2 separate regions of the Mus musculus genome follow, and region 1 is linked to region 2. The links are chromatin contacts, called in public Hi-C maps. All regions are on one chromosome and are shown on one strand. The core of a region is the stretch at or near the end of the contact, and the rest is flanking DNA. Distances in the headings are between cores, read along the strand shown.

Region 1 (4,086 bases), core at 181-2,680, 71 kb before region 2:
GGTTTGAATAATAATGGCTCCCAAAGGCTCCTAGATTCGAATGCTTAGTCTAGAGAAAATGGCTCTATTAGAAGGGATTAGGAGGTGTGATCTTCTTGGAGGAAGTATGCCACTGAGAGTGGGCTTTGAGGTTTTAAAAGCCCAAGCCAAGCTCAGAGTCGCTCCCTTCCTGCTGACTGCAGGTTCAGATGCAGAACTCTCAGCTACTTCTCCAGCCACATTGTCAGCCTACTTGCCGTCATGCACGACTCCATGATGAAAATGGACTAAACCTCTAAAACTGTAAGTGAGCACCAATTAAATACTTTCTTTTTAAAGAATTTTGTGATGGTGGTGTCTCTTCACAGTAATAGAACACTGACTGACTAAGACACAAGCCTATTCTCATTCAAGTCACCACAGTGAGGAAGAAGGAGAAGAAGAAGAAGAAGAAAGAAGAAAGAAGAAAGAAGAAAGAAGAAAGAAGAAGAGGAGGAGGAGGAGGAGGAGGAGGAGGAGGAGGAGGAAGAAGAAGAAGAAGAAGAAGAAGAAGAAGAAGAAGAAGAAGAAGAAGAAGAAGAAGAAGAAGAAGAAGAAGAAGAAGAAGAAGAAGAAGAAGAAGAAGAAGAAGAAGAAGAAGAAGAAAGATATGAGGTTGAGAGGAATATCAGGGTCAGGGACAGGGTAGTCCCATACATAAAATTAATAAGTCTTTTTGAGAGAGAGAGAGAGAGAGAGAGAGTGAGAGAGAGAGAGAGAGAGAGAGAGAGAGAGAGAGAGAGGTTGAGAAATAAGTTGGTAGGAGAGTTCTCACAGCAGAAACTTGAATCTGAACACAATGAGCTCAGAGTAGCCTTTGCTACCCCCAGCTGAGCATGCCCTATGAGGCTGATGAACTTGGGCAACAGCTGCGAGGCAAGCACGGTGCCAACACCACAGAGCTGGGCCCAGTGAACTTATATGTGGGCAATCCTAGGCTGGCAGTTGTGCTATGACTCGAAAGAAATTAAGGTTTCAAAATCTCCGGGTTTAATATGTGTATTCGGAAACATTGAGACATTGAGAACAGAGTCATTCCACCTGAGACTAAGCTTGTCTCTGGTCCCACACATAGAGTCCTGAAAACTCCAGATGGTTCAAAATGGACCCAGCTACTTATTGCCATCAGTTAGGACTCACTTCATGACATGCAGTTTGTGGCAGCTGCCAGCCTTAGAATTAACTACTAGGTTCCAAGATGGAGGGAACATGGGTTCCCTCCTATTGGCACTCATGTGATCCTACCCGGAGAGAAACCGTGCATGGTTCAGAGCCCTTATCCTCTGTAGGAAGCAGATGGGAGAGAAGCGTGGCTTTCCTCAGTCAAAGGGCCAGCAGCCAAGCTGTCTGTCACACAGAACACCAAGTACAGGCAGCCAGCGGAGCCTCAGGCTCAGCTCATAGCCAGTTGCAGATGGGAGTGTTAATGGTCGCTGGCCCCAGGAACCATTTACTTAAGCAATTGTTTTGGCAGCCGGTGAGGAATGCAGAAGGAATTTTAAGCTACTGGTCATTGCTATGACAGTTTACTATGTAGGAAGCCAAACCTACTAGAGAGCCTTGTTAAAGTGCAGGACATGACCTGCATCCAAGTCCTGTCATCTTACATTTATCTCAAGCTGTCCACTAGATACACACATACACACACGCACATACACACACATGCATAAATTTACACACACACATACACACTCAAACATATATACACACATACATACTCACACATATACTCACTCATACACACACATACACACACATACTCATACACACACATATACATACACATACACACTCACACATATACAAACACATACATACTCACACATATAAATACACACAAATTGTGATCACACAGTAAACTATTATGAGTAAGTTGTATATAAAATCAGACCTATTTACAAATCTCCTTGGTCATGTTCTACAGAACTCACACGGGAAAAAAACAGATTCAAAACATGGATCAAAACAGCCTGCAAATGTCAAAAATTAGAACAACTTCAACATTGGTACTCACTAACAAGGCGCCCTGAAGTCAGGCAGCAAGCATGGGCCTGGGACTTCTTTTTCCACCTCAAAATCAAACAAAGGACAAAGTTAACATTTAGAGTTTGTAATTTTTGAGATCTTTGAAAGATGGCAACTCAATAGGATGAGAAATGCAATTTTAGCTCTTCAGTGACACATATTATGTCTGTGCCAATAGAAATCATGGGAGGAGCTGAAGAAAGCACTAGGTCTAACCCCCAGGGCTCCATTTCTAAAAGGCACATTGATATTCAAGTGCTGCAGAGGCAAGAACCTCCCTGAGGCTGGCCAGAGCAGTGACAATATTTGTCTCAAAAAAAAAAAAAAAAAAAAAAAGGATTGTACCTGAAGAATACCTGAAGTGTCTCTTGGCCTTCACACCCACACACAGAATAATCATACAGAGTAAGATAGTAAGATGAAAAATTCCTCAAGGAAACTGCCAGAGTTTAGATTCATGCATGCTTATGTTTGTCACAAATCGACCAACATCCATGTTCTTTGCCAAAGTTGATAATTCAACCTAATGGATTCTAAAGGTCTTTTGTTTGTTTGGTTGGTTTGGTTTGGTTTTTCCAGACTAGGAAAGCTCTCGTGGTCCTAGAACTTGTTTTGTAGACCAGTCTGGCTTCCAAGTCAGAGAGATCCACCTGCCTCTCTGCCTCTGCCTCTGCCTCTGCCTCTGCCTCTGCCTCTGCCTCTGCCTCTGCCTCTGCCTCTGCCTCTGCCTCTGCCTCTGCCTCTGCCTCTGCCTCTGCCTCTGCCTCTGCCTCTGCCTCTGCCTCTGCCTCTGCCTCTGCCTCTGCCTCTGCCTCTGCCTCCCACGTGCTGGGATTAAAGGCATGTGCACCACTACCCAGCTTCAAAAGGCCATTTTTGCATATTCTTATAACTTCATTTTTATCTCTGATGACCACCAGATCCACAAGTTGTTTTCTTTACTTACAGCTATTTCAAAATCCATGCAGTCTACCTTCTAGAAGATATAAGGATTTCCACAGCTCTGGGAATGACATGTGTAGTTATTTAGGGTCTGACAACATCCAATTCAGGTGACTTGCTGGGTGGCCAAGTTAGCAAAACAAACACGGGATTCTCAGTCAAATTTGAGTTTCAGACAAACAACCAGTCATTTTGTACAAGCTAGACTTGGTATCCTATCCTTTCCTTGGCAAAGATGCTACCCCTCCGCAAGCGTCCCTGGACACGGTGTGTACAAGAAGATAGTTTTAGCCGTCTGCAGAAGAGCTTGCAACTTGAGCAGGCGCAGTGCTGTGCCAAACACAGCCTACTTCTTTCTGTAGCTGGTCCCCCAAGGCTCCCTGCTTCAAGACTTTCAAAGCAGCCCTGCCTCCCACTGCCAGAGAGAGAGGCTTCCTTTGAGTCTGGACTGCATCAGAGGACAAGGGAACACAGCACCTGTAATCTTGTAAGTATCAATTTCTCTAATAACACGCAGCTCCCGTAATATTATAACCCTCCTCCTCTTTCTGTATGTTGTGATTTTTTTTTAACAACTGTTTATTTTACAGAAACTGAAATGGGAAACATGTTTGGTTGTTTTCCTCCCATTAGAGATGTAGAGCAAGCTCCGCGTTTTAAGGGCTGGCTCAAAAGTCTGACAGGATGGCTCAGTGGGTAAAGACGCTCGCCCTGCAAGCCTGCAACCTGAGTGAGCTCCCACGTAAAGGTAGAAGAAGAGAAGAGAACTGACTCCCGAAAGCTGTCCTCTGACCTGTGCATAGCATTGTGGCATGCATCCCTCTACACACACACACACACACACACACACACACACACACACACACACCTCGTAATAAATACTTTTTGTTTGGAAAGTTCTTCTATAAAAAACAACTGGAGTTTTCAAGATTCCATTCCTTTCTTTTTTTTTTTTTTTAACTTTTCTCTTTGTGGGGAAAAAAACAGCTGAGGATTTTTGTTTTGTTTTGTTTTCTTTTTTACCTTTAGCTGTAAAACATTCCAGTCATTCCCTCCTTCTGCTTGCCTCAACTAATGAACCCTGTCAGCAACTTGCTTCTT
Region 2 (4,123 bases), core at 1,596-4,095:
GCTCACACTTCTTGGGCACATAAGATGACAGGATGGGTCATTTCTCTGAGATGAATGGGGATGTTACTATCTAAACCACAAATTCATGAAAACAAATAGCAGCACATAGTAGCGACTCACTGAAGCCTGCCAGTTTCTCTTGAAACGCTTGACTACTTGGCAACTGATCCTTTTAGTATGCCCAACTGAACGTAGTCACCTTTCGATTCATGGATCTGAATAAAGTAATAATTAAATATACAAAAAACAAATAAAAAACCCCAAAACAAACAAACAAACAAACAAACCCCAATCCAGTTATACTGATTTTTCCCCCCTAACTGTGCCTCAAAGAAGAAAAAGCCTATCTGGTGCCAAAGAAAGAATTCAAATCAGCAGTTTGCAATGATAGGTTACAATAAAAACAGACAAGGCATAAATCTCACCAATGACTTTCCCCTGAGGGAATTCTTTTCCAACTACTGTACTGACGCTGGATCTCTTTAGGAATATCTCCTCCAGCACGCGATGGTTTGCTAGAAAAAGAGGCGAGCCCAAGGCAGCTTCCAGGGCATCCGGAGGAAGCTGTGAGGAGGGGAGGCAGCCCCATCTCCACTCACCCAATTCTGCAGCATTTTCAACTCTTGTATAGGAATGATGTTCAAACAACTGGGCTGGCCAGGACTAGTCACTGCAGGTTCACCAGCGAGCAGCTTGGAGGTGAATTCTGTGACTCTTCGCATTTTCATAGATGTGTCTGAATGAGCAAATTCTACACTGCTATTGTCAAACTGTTTTTCTGCCTTGAAGGAATCTGCTTTGCATTTTAACAGGTGCCATACTAAAAGGTCTATTTTACAGATCCAAAGATATGACCAGGATATTTAAAATGCTCTCTGGGGTTGGTTTTGGAAAAGTGTTCAGAATGAAAATTTTGAACCCTATAGCAGCACTTTTTTTTTGTTCCCTAAAAATATAAAGTAATGTGTTTATTTTACAGGAAACCAGAAGTCGAGGCAGAGCGTGGTCACTGGTTCCACTGCACTTGATTGTCCCTCTAGGATGGCACAGCAGGGCGTTCCATTCCAAGGGGCCAGTGCACTGCAGGGGCCTCCAGAGACCACACAACCCCGGAGGCTGAGAAGTGGCGAGGTCTGAGCAGGAAGTGGGTATTGCGTAACCCCCTCCTTCCAACTTCTTAGGAGAAGGATCCAAGCACGTATCTGTGCACACAAATTCTACACAGCGCAAACACCTGAATCTGGTGTACTACAGACGGCTGGGCAAGCAAGTGTAAAAAGAAACGGAAACTGTATAGGAGGGGACAGAAAGGAACTGGTGACTACTACAGTCCTTTTCATGCTACGTGGAGTCATATCTGTTGAGAAATGAAAGAGAGAACACAGGCATTAGTGGTCAGCAGATTCACTCCTCAGACGTCTGTTTCAGTCTAGACATTTTGAGTAGAGCTGTCCAATACAAGTACAACTCGAGCCTCTTATTTTATTTCTTTCAGAATCTGCATTAAAAGGTAAAACTGAAGGGAAAACCTAATCTCAAGGATACGTTTTTGTAGTTCAGTATTAAAATACGACTTCAATATGTACGAATGCTGCTATTCTTCACAACAGTGTTGCCACTGCGGGACTGGCACATACTCCACCGTGCGTGTGCTCAGCCTGATGTCTCCTGCTCGCCCTCACTGCTTCTCAGTTGAGACTCGGCTAACATGATGGATAACAGAGCTTCCTCCATCCTGCATCTAAGTATTTTGTCCTGACCCAGTCACGGTAGTCTCTTCCAAAAGTCAGTACATTCTGCATCTGTGTGCCATCGGAATAGCACAAAGCACTTCCTGTCCCAGGGGACAATCAGACATCACTCATTAACCAGGACACACATCACCAGGCAGGTCAGGCATGGTCCTGACCCAGGCATTCTACAAAGAGAGAACTGATTTGAAAGTGTGTTCCACACCAATGGTGTCATGAAGATTTCAGTACAGCACCCGCTTCCAGTTTACTCTCAGTAGAGGTCTGTCCATCTGACCTTGGGCAGGTCCCCAGGGTGGGAGTCTTCGACCTCTCCTGACTAGAAACCAGCCCTGAGTCATCTTCCACTAACTCTTGTAAGCTTGACACTCAACATAGCAAAAGAGTCAACCCCTGGCAGCATCATGGGGCCCTGACCCATCTGTAATCTGCCCTGTGGGTTTCTGGCAGAGGTCCTGGAACCCTCGGGCTGAAGGAAGGAACCCAATGGGCAGGCACAGCCTTGTCCTAGGAAGCTAAAGGAAGTGGCACAACAGGAAATATGATGGAGCCAAAGTAAAACTCATCTGCTCCCGAGTTTGAACAAGACTCCATAACCTGACACACTGTACTTCCTGTTTGCCTCCAGCCTCTGTCCACCTGTGAGGCCTCACAGCCCTGCCACAGTACTGTCTCCAAGTTGTTTCTCTACAGCCTCCTCATTCAGAATAGTGGAAGCAGCACTACATATTTTGTGTAAATAAACACAACATAAATTATGCATGAATACAGAAAAAGGAAAGAGGAGCATGGAACAGAAGAGAAACCTGGCAGGTGAGGGGACAGTTCGTGCTTTCTAAGAACAGCCATTTCTCCTGGACCCACAGAGTAAATATGCAGGAATCTCAGTCTGTCATTTCCCATGCTTACAACCATCCTGATTAAAGGGAGTAGAAACAACCTTTGATGATAATCTTGTATTTTTAGAAGTTACAGAGAGATAAAGCAGTTTATAGGAAGGATGAGTCTCACATTTGACCTTTCTTGAGAGTTTGTCCTTCCTGCTGAGTGCAGAATGATGCAGTCATTTACAATCTACTGTGAGCTGAAAACCAAAGGAAGGCTTTTGGAGAGCAGCACCGAGATCCTACTTCACCTGAGGGTTTGTTCCTTCAAACGCACCATCCCACTGGGCAGAAGGGATTGGTCTTCCTGTGTACCTGCAGGCAGGGAGGTGCTGGCTGCAGACCTTACCTGGAGACTATGGCCTACAGCAATGACAGCAGCCAACCCATGTTGACACAGGAAGCATTCAGCACACAAATGCTGTGGCCCAGCCTCAAGAACTCCAGCAGACCATGAAGGGAGGAGATTTCCACTAGAAAGATGGTATTCAAGTCCCACACTGCACCCCCGCCCCCCAGTACAAGTTCCAGCACGTTTGGGCTGACAGCTTGAAAGAAACGGGGGCCACAATGGAAGCTTACTTTATTCACTTCAGGGGCAGTGAGAAAGGTGGACTGTGACAGGCTGCTGAATGGAAAAGCAGATCTGCTTCTGTTATGCTCCTTGCCCAGGCCTGTAGAAGAGACGCTCTCTCACCCAGCAGTAGCAAGGGACCAGGTCAAGAGACCAGGCAGTGCACTGACCCGAGGCTCAGCCAACCTGAGGCCAGCAATTCAGAGTGGGGACCTGTGGCCAGATTTAGAAGGAAATAAAATCACCTTGCTCTAGAAGGGGTGGAGAAGGCTGAAGAAAGAAGCTAATTATACACAGAAGGGTTTTGCAAGACATATTTGGACTCCAACCCTCAACTTTGGCTTTTGAAACTGCTTGCAGTAGATTTAAGCTTAATCCAAACAGTACATAGTTTTATCTTTCCCTGCGCCTTTCTACAGTTCAATCCCCATTTATAAGAATTACCAGTTGCCTTTGCTTATCGTGGCGATACAATCTGCCACGGAGGAACCGTTCCGCATTTTTGACCAGGAGAAGTGCATAACCCAGACTACTGAAGCAAGGTCTTCCTGGTGCCACCGCGTCGCCTTCTGAGTTCTGGGTGGTAGTCTCCAGGCCACCAGCAGTGCCCACCTCAGGTCCCTCTGTCCTGGTCCCTACAGACACACTACTTTCCTTTTGACCTCACAACAGCTATAAGATTAGTACTCTAAAGGTCAAGTTTGGCTAAGTTCTTGTCTGGGTTTCCTTTAATGCCTTCCATATTGTCCTGTCAGACTCCTACATAAGGACCCTTGTATCCCTTGAATCCTTTCTCGAAACAGCCAAGAATCTTCTCTGAAGTGATAAGGGTAGCTGTTGTCTTCATATACTCCAGGCAAGGCCATGCAGAGAAACAGATGCACAAGCAGACCCGAGAAGTAGCTGCTATCCAT

The links. A called contact is a pair of places that touch in the nucleus more often than the background predicts.
Region 1: a contact with region 2 is called in a Hi-C map of 3T3-L1-derived adipocytes, with 3 times the contacts expected there. The contact joins two enhancer-like sites. A contact is called at or near these places in 9 of 484 Hi-C or Micro-C datasets (3T3-L1-derived adipocytes, CD4 T cells, bone marrow-derived DN2 thymocytes and 5 more) and 1 of 115 datasets of contacts at active chromatin or transcription factors (memory CD8 T cells).

The regions. Positions count from the first base shown.
Region 1 is chr2:49,838,090-49,842,175 of GRCm38.p6, reverse strand. The region is part of intron 1 of Lypd6b (LY6/PLAUR domain containing 6B); the gene reads right to left. Among named protein-coding and RNA genes, the nearest start is that of Lypd6b, 52 kb to the right of the region's middle. Within about 2 kb of position 1,430, at least 41 of the 459 cell types and tissues checked have an H3K27ac peak or open chromatin away from gene starts, as enhancers often do. A contact at or near this core is called in 3T3-L1-derived adipocytes, where this site is marked.
Region 2 is chr2:49,768,398-49,772,520 of GRCm38.p6, reverse strand. Kif5c (kinesin family member 5C) reads right to left here. Exons shown (of 26, transcript NM_008449.3): 26 at 1-1,357. Among named protein-coding and RNA genes, the nearest start is that of Lypd6b, 17 kb to the left of the region's middle. Within about 2 kb of position 2,845, at least 12 of the 459 cell types and tissues checked have an H3K27ac peak or open chromatin away from gene starts, as enhancers often do. A contact at or near this core is called in 3T3-L1-derived adipocytes, where this site is marked.